Linked DNA regions of Triticum aestivum: region 1 is linked to region 2. A link is a contact called in public Hi-C data. All regions are on one chromosome and are shown on one strand. The core of a region is the stretch at or near the end of the contact, and the rest is flanking DNA. Distances in the headings are between cores, read along the strand shown. Region 1 holds the start of LOC123188021 (glycerophosphodiester phosphodiesterase GDPD6). Region 2 holds the start of LOC123188018 (phosphatidylinositol glycan anchor biosynthesis class U protein).

The links. Hi-C and Micro-C count contacts between places; a contact is called where the count stands out from the background.
Region 1: a Hi-C map of leaf shows a contact between it and region 2, with 5 times the contacts expected there. The contact joins the promoter of LOC123188021 here to the promoter of LOC123188018 in region 2. A contact is called at or near these places in 1 of 5 Hi-C or Micro-C datasets (leaf) and 1 of 1 datasets of contacts at active chromatin or transcription factors (leaf).

What each region holds. Positions count from the first base shown.
Region 1 is chr2A:140,593,840-140,599,280 of IWGSC CS RefSeq v2.1, forward strand. LOC123188021 (glycerophosphodiester phosphodiesterase GDPD6) reads left to right here and starts at 1,349. Exons shown (of 5, transcript XM_044600052.1): 1 at 1,349-1,482; 2 at 1,566-1,925; 3 at 2,063-2,137; 4 at 2,218-2,327; 5 at 2,425-3,103. The coding sequence starts at 1,470. The coding sequence ends at 2,973. LOC123188020 (LRR receptor-like serine/threonine-protein kinase RPK2) reads right to left here. Exons shown (of 2, transcript XM_044600051.1): 1 at 3,747-5,441; 2 at 3,293-3,612. The coding sequence ends at 3,780.
Region 2 is chr2A:140,017,042-140,023,034 of IWGSC CS RefSeq v2.1, forward strand. LOC123188018 (phosphatidylinositol glycan anchor biosynthesis class U protein) reads left to right here and starts at 2,486. Exons shown (of 15, transcript XM_044600049.1): 1 at 2,486-2,783; 2 at 3,171-3,324; 3 at 3,418-3,465; 4 at 4,028-4,088; 5 at 4,215-4,247; 6 at 4,489-4,613; 7 at 5,091-5,225; 8 at 5,526-5,602; 9 at 5,690-5,937. The coding sequence starts at 3,192.

The sequences.
Region 1 (5,441 bases), core at 99-2,598, 580 kb after region 2:
CAAATTCGTGCTTCTCATAGAAGTACATATTGTTTTCTAAGAAGCACAGTTGTGCATATCGTGAAAGAAACTTTGTGCTTCCATGCTAAGCAAATGTATGCTTCTCATGAAAGTAAATTTGTTCTTCCACGTGAAGCAAATATGTGCTTATCGTGGAAGCACTAATTTTTTCTCGAGAAGCATAGTTGGATCCGCAAAAAAAATTCTCCAAAACCTATGAAAAACCTGGGGAAGATAAAAAAATCCAAGGAAAACCCATCTAAAACGCGAACATGTGTACAGAAAAAAAATCCAGAAAAGACACCCAACACATGACATGTGACGGTGCTGAATGCGTCACTTGGCATGCTCACAAGCCACCAAAAGTAACTCATGGAGATCCCCGGAAGGGGTAGTTTTTTTTTTAGCATTCCGCAAGGGGCAGTTATTCCCCTTTTTTCTGGTTGATTTTTTTAGACAAGTTCCTGGTTGGATGAGCTATGGTGTCTGCTGCTTCTTCTTTTTTTTGAGGGGAAGCCATGGTGTCTGGTAAATAGGCCGCTGGAAACCTCATCGCTGTCTGCCAAAGTAAATTTTCACCGAAAAAGGATTTCCCCCCGCTTTATAAATAAAGCAACTTCCACCAATCACACGGTAACTGCTGGGGCACACAGCACATCAAGCCCAAAAGAGAAAAAAGAAGAACAAAATGCCAACAACGGCAACTCGGCAAAGCTAAGATGATCTGCCTCCGCTGCGCCCTCCGGATTCGTCCCACCACACACCAAGGCTCCGAATCGCCGCGTAACCAAGCAGCACCTCCAAGAAGGGGTGCAACATCGACGATGCTGCTGCCCGGACATGTCCTACGGTTTCCCCCGGCACGCGGAGAGGAGTGGAGGATGGGTAACACCTACGCCCCTCAGGAAGGAAAGGCGACACCCGCAGACGACACCGCGTCGGCGCCGGAAGAACCGGCAACCAAAGTAAATTTCCATAGTGAGAAAAAATTATCGAAGGCCTTGGGCTTCAGGCCTAAATACTGCAATGTCAGCCCAACTTCCTCCGAAGAAAAATGAGACGTGATGCCAACTGGAATTTTGTTAGCTTTCTCTCTCAAAAAAAGGAATTTTGTTAGCTTCCATTTGCAGTCAAGAAAGTCAAGATTGTTTTCAAAAAGAAAAGGAAAAACTCGGGATCTCTGTTACAAATATCCGTATATAAAGCTCAAAAAATACAGAAAATACATTATATAGATTTTCTAGAGGAAACGAGAGTATCCCACTATACCTAAGAGATTATTAGCAACTAAAAAACAGATTTTTAGAACGTGAAACAACCCCAAAATCTTGTTACTCGTTAGGATATTCCTCGCAAGTCTTCTCATATATACTCGGCATCGCCGCCATCTCAACTACCCCTAGCACCACCCACGACCAGCCGGCGGCAGCGCTACGCCGCCAACACAAGCTCGCGCTCCGTCCGGGGAAATGGCTTCCCTCTGTAACGTCTCCGATCTCTCTCGTGATCCCTCCGAATCAATCTTGGCGTACGCCTGACGTGTGTTTGCGTGCGCGCGTGCGCAGGTATCGTCGTCGCGGCGGCGCTGCTGGTCCTCGGGTGCGCGAGCAGCGGCGCGACGGCGCGGCCGCTGGTCGGGGCGGCGGCGGCGAAGCAGCCGCTGCAGACGTCGCGGCCGTACAACATCGCGCACAGGGGCTCCAACGGCGAGCTCCCCGAGGAGACGGCGGCGGCGTACATGCGCGCGGTCGACGAGGGCGCCGACTTCATCGAGGCGGACATCGTGGCCACCAAGGACGGCCACCTCGTCTGCTTCCACGACGTGACGCTGGACGACACCACCGACGTCGCCGACCACAAGGAGTTCGCCGCCCGCCGCCGCACGCTCGAGGTGCAGTGGGCCAACGTCACCGGATACTTCATCAGTACGCCCGTCCATCCATCCATCATAACCACCTTCCTATTTTCGACCGGAATCTTAACCGCACTCCTATCTTCGATCGATCGATGTGCCAAGATCCAGCGATCAATTAATCCATCGATTTTCTTCCTGATTTGGCAGCTGATTTCACGCTGGCCGAGCTGAAGACGCTGAGAGTGAAGCAGAGATGGTCCTTCCGTGACAAATCTCACGATGGTACGCGTACATTAATTCCTTCATTATTCTGGTGAAATCAGATCACCCGTCTACGATGTTAATCCCCTATGTTTGTGAAGGCATTTCTCCCATCATCACCTTCGACGAGTTCATCGACATCGCGCTGAACGCCAAGAGGGTCGTCGGGATCTACCCGGAGATGAAGAGCCCCGTGTTCATCAACCAGCACGTACGTGATCAACACACATCCATAAACAAAGCCACAAAATAGTTCGTAAATTGTCCATGAATTCATCTGTCGATCGATTCGATGGCAACGATTGCAGGTGAAGTGGGCGGACGGGAAGAAGTACGAGGACAAGTTCATCGGGACGCTGAAGAAGTACGGGTACGGGGGCAAGTACATGACGAAGCGGTGGAAGGAGAGGCCGGTGTTCATCCAGTCCTTCGCGCCGACGTCGCTCATCTACGCCGCCGACCTGACCGACTCGCCCAAGGTGTTCCTCATCGACGACGTGACGGTGCGGACGGAGGACACGGACCAGTCGTACGAGGAGATCACCTCCGACGAGTACCTGGACTACATGCGGGAGTACGTGGTGGGGATCGGGCCGTGGAAGGACACGGTGGTGCCGCCGACGAGGGACAACACGCTGGCGACGCCGACGGACATGGTGGCCATGGCGCACGCCAGGGGCCTGCAGGTGCACCCCTACACGTACCGGAACGAGAACCGCTTCCTGCACTACAACTTCCGGCAGGACCCCTACGCCGAGTACGACTACTGGCTCAACGACGTCGGCGTCGACGGCCTCTTCACCGACTTCCCCGCCAGCCTCCGCCGCTTCCAGGACTGGACCGCCGCCAAGAACTGATCGGCAGACCACACATGAGTACCCTATACGTTCAGATAGCCACAGGCAGGTTCAGATAGGTTTCTCTCTTCTCCTTGGGTTGTTCAGGATTGGATTTTGCATTGGCAATACATGGAATGGATTCGTTACATCGGGACTGGTTTCTCTTATCGTGCATCGTGCGAATGTGATGGTGTCCCCTGTTCTCAGTTAGTACTGTATAAGCTACCAGCAACAGTATCTTGCCAGGTTTCTTCAGTGGGTCTCCCAACAAGGCAAAATGGTAACTGTTCATCTTTCTAACCAGAGAAGATAAAAATCAGTAACACAATGTGTCAACTGAAACAAAAAGTTGCATATTCTTCTTGCGGTTCCTGGTTGGTGTACATGCTGAATTAATTGCTAACATCAACACATCTCTCCATATACAAGTTTAGCAAACAATGAGAAATATATTCATACCAAAACTTTAGCAGATGATGTACACACACACACACACACACACACTGAAACATGCAACTTTGTGGATGAGGACGTCAACATTTTGTGGATGCATTTATCAATATCAAGACACTGAACAATCTTGTAAACGATGGAGTCAGCCAATCGTGAATCAAATCTTTAGAACTAAGATTGTTAATTTACATCTGCTTGTCATATCTGCAGATACAGTAGTTGGCAATTAAGTGGAGAACTATATTATACAAAGCTGGGATCTACAAGATAAAATCTAGTTAAACAATTGATTAGAAGAAGAAAAAACATCAAGGGCCCCAAGTTACAGTTATCTGTACCTTCTACACGTTCAGTAAGTGAATCATGCGCCCTCATCGGTGTTCTCGCATTGGGGGCTGGAGTTGCTTTAGTCGTTGAACAACTAGCTTCATAGTTGGTCGTATAGAGAGCGATTCAACGGTGCACATCACTGCTAAATGCAACACCTCTACCAAGTCATCATGCGGGCCCACATCCCACAAACCATCGACGAAGAAATCACGAGCACGGCCTTGGCGGAGCAGCATGCATGCCCAGGCAACTATGTTAAACCCATTGCCATAAGGAGAAAATGATGGATCCAAGGCCTTCTTGTCTGATATTAGCTCCATCAGTACAACACCATAGCTATACACATCGGCTTTATCTGAAACACGGCATGTCATAGCATATTCTGGAGCAACATATCCAAAAGTTCCAGCAACACCAGTGGTTGCATGGGTTTCCGAATTTCCCAAGAGCCTTGCCAGTCCAAAGTCTGAGAGGTAAGCATTATGGTTAGTGTCCAACAAAATATTGTTTGGTTTCACGTCACGATGAAGGATCCTAGGTACACAAGTGTCATGCAGATAAGCGAGTGCTTTTGCAATGTCCAGAGCAATCTTGTGCAGCCTCTTCCACTCTACTGGTCTCTTTGATCTCTCTTGTATGAATCTCTCAAGATTTCCTCCAGGCAAGTAGTTATATATGAGAAACATTTCAGATTCACCAAGATGGTAGCCTACCAAGGTAACAAGATTAGGATGTCTTAATCTCCCAAGAGTTTTGATCTCGGCATGGAACTGTTCCAATCCCTGGAATCTCCCAACAGAAAGCCTCTTTATAGCTACCAAGACTCCAGGTGAAATTTCAGCTTTGTAGGTGGCTCCAAAACCCCCACTTCCAATGCAATTGCTTGCGTTGAAAGTTCCAGTAGCTCGAACAACAGTCTCATAAGTGATCGGCACTCCGATTTCTTGGAAGATTATAACTTCCCTTCTTCCAGATGATCGAGCTGACATAAAGGGTGCACACTTTCTTGTGTAAATAAATAGTACAATCAGAGCAAGAAGGACTGAAACAATAGCTGTTGCTGATGTTATCGAAGCTATTTCAATTGCATTGAATGAACTATTTCCTCCTTGGTTTTGTGGATCCACAGGTGCTGTATCGTTGTCGTATGAATTCAGATCACGACCCTGCTGACCAGCGGAGGGAACAGCCAGGGTATATGTGTGACAAGATTGTAGCAAAGGATTTCCAATAATGCTGTCACATCCAACTGCACTGCTATTTGTTGGCACTGGACCAGACAAATTGTTGAATGACACGTTAAACATGGTAAGAGATGCCGCATTGGCAAATTCGGCTGGTATCTTCCCAGTAAGTTTATTATTATCAAGGAGGAGGGCAGTGAGATTTGTCAAGTCAGCCAGTGCATGAGGGATCTCTCCGGAGAGGCGGTTTGAGGACAGGTCCAAAACCTTCAGAGATTGCAGATGATTAATATCATTTGGAATAGTTCCATTTAGAAGGTTATGACCCAAAGAGAGTAGCTCCAAATGTGGTAAGTTCTTGACAGAAGTCGGAATTTCACCAACAAACTGGTTCCTGCTCAAATCCAAGCTGATAAGATAATTCAACTGCCCAATACTTGTCGGTATCAAACCAGAAAGGCGGTTACCAGCAACACCAAGAACAACAAGAGAAGTGCACAACGATCCAATCTCTACAGG
Region 2 (5,993 bases), core at 1,236-3,735:
CATTAGAAAAGCTTTAGCATACAAACTACACGATCTTGTGCTAGGCTTAGGATTGGGTCTTGTCCATCACATCATTCTCCTAATGATATGATCCTGTTATCAACGACATCCAATGTCCATGGTCAGAAAACCGTAACCATCTATTAATCAACGAGCTAGTCAACTAGAGGCTTACTAGGGACATGGTGTTGTCTATGTATCCACACATGTATCTGAGTTTCCTATCAATACAATTCTAGCATGGATAACAAACGATTATCATGAACAATGAAATATAATATAATAATAACTAATTTATTATTTCCTCTAGGGCATATTTCCAACACTCTTGCCCGAGAGAGAGATTTTCCGCGGGCGGTGGTTCCCTGCCTTCCCGGCGTCCCTCCCACGCAGGCCAGAGGTCTCTGACCCCCGATCGCCGGATAAGGGAGGGGAAAGAGGGGAGGTGATATCTCTATGGTGGTGGCTGCCATTGCCGCCCGAGAGGAAAACAAAACCCTAACGAGAGGGGAAGTTCTGCAGGTGTTTTAAGCGTATCTTAGAGCATCTCCAGTCGCGCCCCCAATAAGGCCCCCCAGGCGAGTTTTCGGCCGCCGACCCAACCCGACCCCGGCGTGCTGGGGGCGCTCGGGGGCGCCGGGCGAATCTTTTTTGGCGCGAAAGAGCCGCGAGCCCTCCTTGCCAGCGACTCGTCTCGCTTCTTGCCGCTTCGTCGTCCTCATCGCCTTGTTTCCCGCGACAAATCAATGCCAAAGCTGTCGCGCGCTGCCGTGCCGGTCAGCCTCCGCCATTGATGCCTCACGGGCGGCGTAGTGAAAATGAAACGACGCGCGTCCCCTTGCATGCCACGCGTACGCGCGGCGCCTCCACCTACATAAAGCCGACCCCAGCGCGCCGGTGGCACGCATAGAGTCTCCACCGCCAGCGCCACCTTTCTCCCCCTTCCTCCCTCTTCTCTCGCCGTCTATAGCTTAAAGAATGGCCGAACACTTCCCAGGAGACGGCGCGGCGGCGGACGGCTTCGGCCGCCGCCACCTTTACGAGAACGAAGCTCGGCTCCTCTTCGAGGCCGAGTACCCGGTCCCGCCGGACATGCGGGTGCCCGGGGCCTGGAGAATCAGCGCCGGCGGGGGCCCAGTGCCGCCACCGCCCACCGGGGCGTCGCGACGCGCGGAGATCGCGTGTATCCGCTCCTCCTTGCTGCGGGCGGCGAGGGAGGGGCCACACTACGTCCCCGACAGCCTGCTCTGGGAGCCATACTTCCGCCGCCGCCACGCCGAGCAACTCGAGGCCACCAACGACGCCGTTCCCTTCGACAGGCTCAACTCCGAGGGGAGGCGCCGATGGTGGGGCGTGCCCGGCCGCACGCTGGAGGCTGTCCTCGAGTACATCGAGGGCGGCAACACGCCGAGGCTGGAGTACCCCTCCCCCCCGTCCTTCTCTCGCCGTCGTGGGAGCTCATGGACGCCGAGGCGCATGGACCTCGGGGCATCCTCCTCCTCGTCAGGTCGGTCAACCGGCTCTCCCTGCCTCCGCCCCGTCAAGCCGGAGCCCCAAGACACGCCCCAGGAGACGCCTGTTAGCTCGCGCACCCGCAGCTCCGGCGTCCACATCGACGACTCCGCCCCCGCCTCTGGCCGCCTCGTCCTTGTTAGGCCGAAGCCGGAGCCCGGCCTCCCCGCGGAGTATGAGGAGATAGCCCGGCGCGGCTTTTCCGACGAGGATGCCCTACGGCGGGCGCGGGACGACTACCTCGGCGATGAGGTGGTCCAGCAGCGCCGGGCCTTGGAGGAGATAGCCGCCCGCAAACGTGGGTGCGAGGACGAGCACGGCGTCGTGGGCCTCGACAGCGACGACGCCGATGCCCCCGGACCGTCCAACCCGCCGCGCCAACCGGGGGAGGGTTGCAGCAGGGACGGCGGCCGCGGCGGGAGACGACGACGACGATGGCGACGACTACACGCGGTTCTACCGCCTCCTCGGCATTTAGATCTGCAAGGCGGCGGGCGGCGAGGAGCGGTGAGGGAGACGACAAGGAGTAACCTAATAGCTTTTTTTTTCTTTTTGTAAAATATTTTAAATATGAACGAACTCGTCGAAGTTTGATTGAATTTACGCCGTGTTTGTGCCGTAATTTATATTTTCAGAAAAACGTGGGCACCGTGACTGGGGGACATCACGTACCCAGCGCGTCGTTTATCGCCGATGCGTCCCAGGAACGATTTTTAGCGCCTCCTGAGGGCCCAACGGCTGAAGATGCTCTTAATGGCCCAATGACGAGGAGCCGCTCCCGTGACCACACAACCCAATGTGCTACAACGTTCCACGGGCTGGCTCGTTTACTAAATGTGCCGCGCCTGGGCCAGGAAGCAAGGCACGTGGGCCAGCACGGCACGGCCCGTCCAGCACGGCACGGCCCGTCTAATAAACATGTCTCTGTGGGCCGTGCCGTGCTGGCCTTTTGGCCAGCTCTGCTCCCACCGCTAAAAAAAAAGAGAAACCCACTGACTCCCGACTCCGACTCCTGTCCCCGATTCTCCTCCCGATCTCGCAGGCTCGCCGCCTGCCTCGCCGCACGCCGTCGCCGCCACCGGTTGCCAGGAGGCAAAGAGCCGGCCCTGCCCGCAGCGCCCACCCAGCGCCCCTGCCCGCCCCACCCACCGGTCGCCCACCGCCGCACCGCGGCCTTGCCAGTCGGCGCCCGGCAGCCGCCCATTCCGCACTCGGCAGCAGTCCTGCCCTGCGGCCGGCGGTGTGCAGTTGCAGCGGCCAGCCAATTTGAGGTGCCTTTTCTCCATTCCCCAAGTTTTGGTTGGTCTCATTACGAATTTAAGGTTTATATTCATGGATTATCTATCAGGTGGATTATGACAGTGCTATCTGCCACGTACATTAACACACACACATAACTTTGCACATAATTTCTTGTGTCCAATTATGTCATCATGATTGATATTTTTTTTAGGGAATCATAAACGATACTAGAATGTAAATTTTCGCTGTGTCCAATTATGTCATCATGATTGATACTAGAATGTAAATTTTTGCTGTGTCCAATCAGGTGAATTATGATTTTACACAGAATTTGCTGTGTCCAATCAGGTGGATTATGATAGTGCTATTGGTAAATTATAATTAGTATGTTAACATGTCATATTTACAAATCCTAGACCCACCACTGATCAGCGGCGATGGCGATCCGACACTACTGGTCGATGGCTGTCGCAGCCGTTGGGTTCCGCCTCGTTCTGGTGCTCTTCGGCGGAGACCTCCACCTTGCATCCCGCCCGGAGGTCTCCACCCCCCTCACGTCCCTCCGCCGCCGTAAGCACACCTCCTTGCTCTCAGTCCTTGCCCTGCAAACCCCAGCCCTTTTGTGATGTCGGCGTTCTCGTTTGCCTCCTGTGTATGTTGCAGTGGCAGAAGGTTACTGGCTGAAGCAGGCGTCCATGTCACCCTATTCCGGTACGTTACGCACCTCCCCTCTTTGATCGCTTTGCTAACTTTTAGCACTTCACATTTGCAACAGAATGGCCCAAATTTTGAGGCCAGGATAGTTGGGTGGGAGGTGGTATTATTAGGTAGTACTCCCTCCATTTCTAAATATAAGTCTTTTTAGAGATTTCCCTAGGGACTACATACGGATGTATATAGACATATTTTAGAGTGTAGATTCACTCATTTTGCTCCGTATGTAGTCCATATTGGAATCTCTAAAAGGACTTATATTTAGGAACAGAGGGAGTATTACAGAGCAATTTTTAAAATGCTTGACTGGGTTTCTACTGAATACTGATAGACATTATTTCATGTTCATTTTTCTGTAATGAACTACTGATAATTCCTGATGGATGAAATATGATATGACTGAATGACTCCTACTTAGCATCAGAGGCCTAGATGCTTCTTGCGATTACATCATAAATCTTAGCAATTAGCCATGATATTTTGCTCTTTGTAATGTTGATCTGTTAACAGTTTGTACTTGTAAATGATGGTCCAGCCTGTTGAGTGATCTGTTTTTCAGGTTCGATGTATCATGGTTCCCCTTTGCTTCTATCAGTTCTTGGTCCGCTAACCAGCAAAAGGTGATAGGTCCTTCGTTTTGATGCTTCTTTGATCATTTCTTTGATGTCGCCACTCTTGCTATGTCTCTTCATTTGACCAGATCACCATATAAAATGTTAGCATTCTAACACTCCATGATGTCACAGGTCAGGTGGACACCATTCTCATATATATTGCAGGTAAATAAGTGGCTATGTACTTTTCATTTAAACCAGTATATGTTTGTCTACGATTAATAACTTGTCCAAGTATACCTGATATTCATAGAAGAAAATCAGTTTTCTTAGGCTTTACTTTTTATGTTCTTTATCTTGCCCATGGTATCATTCAAACCAAAAAAAATGTAACCATAAACATTTTCACGACTTCTGCATTTTGCCGGCAGTCATGTAATATTACACTCATGAATGCACAACACAGTTTGGTTTTTGTGGCTGTAGATTTTATAGCTGCTATGCTCATTCGATCAACTGGGCGTACACTCCAAATGGCACGTAACAGAAGTTTGAAGTCTCTTGACCTCAGAAAATCAGTGAACAATTCTGGTGAGTCATACTAGTTAATGTTATACTTGAGATGTGCTTTATTGAATCTTGAGCTAAATTTGCCTTTTGTTTGGCACCACTCTCTACTTATTTTCCCAAGTACCAACAATCAGAAAAGGTTTTGAATTTTTGATACTTGTGACGGACAGCCCCGGAAGTGAAATCTTAGAGATGTTTTATTTGTCAAGTAGTTGTTGTCATTCTAAGCTTTATATTTTCTTAAAGAAGGAAGCCCACTTTTTTGACTTTTCCTTTACAAGGAATAAAAAGGGTTATATGAATTTGCCTTGTGGAATTTAATGTGTATAGTCCTCTGCTTGCCTGATAGTGTGAATTTGTTGTTGGTAAGCGAAAAATATACAATCTTGTCTGGAAACGTGTGAATGGAACATTACTCTCTTTGAGTCAGATGCTTTGTGCTTGTGATGCTTACTAATTGTTTATAGTACTGATTATCATGTTTGTTGACACTTACAGTGAACGTAAGCGCAGGAGACACTGCTTCTCTAATATATCTGTGGAATCCTTGGACAATAATCACCTGTGTGGGTTCATGTACATCACCAATTGAGAATTTAATGGTCGTGATAATGTTACATGGAGCCTGTTCACGTAAGTTAAACTCAACGTGTTTCCCTCTAGCCTTCTCGGTTTTTCAATATATCTCTTATACTTCCTCCGTCCCAAAATAAGTGTCGCTGACTTAGTACAATTTTGCACTAAAGTTGTACTAGATCAGCGACACTTATTTTGGGATGGAAGGAGTATTACTTACACTAGTTGTTTGCCTCATTGTTTGGCTTCTATTTGGCAAATCCTCAGTTAATAACATTTTTATGGAAGATAGTACAATGATCTTCAGACAACCTAGAATTGCCCAAATCTAATGCAACATCCTTGCAATTTTTATAGGTCTTGCGCCGCTTGCTGCATTTGGATATGTTATGGCAACACACCTTTCTCTTTATCCTGCAATTCTCATTCTACCTGTATGTGTCACAACCATTTTTTTTTCAATGTTCAATGGTATGTACATGCCATTTATCTGCATTGCTGATCAACTGTTAGTTTTTCAGGTTGCTCTTTTATTGGGTTATGGTCCAGATACTCCTCCAACTAAAGTATTTCTTCAAAAAGGCTTGAGTGCCAATAAAATTGACATGTCAGATAATGGAAAAGGTACTAGCCAAAAAGGTTTTGGACAATTCTCATGGAAACCAATACTTCACTTCATATTGTGGGTGTTTATCTGGTCATGTTATGTGCTGTTATTGAACAGCATTATTCTAAATAAAGTGGGTGGCCTTCAGGAGATGTTTGAAAAGTAAGTTGTTCGACCATTTAATTCTTTTGTAGTCATCAAAACCATGTGAAAGAGTG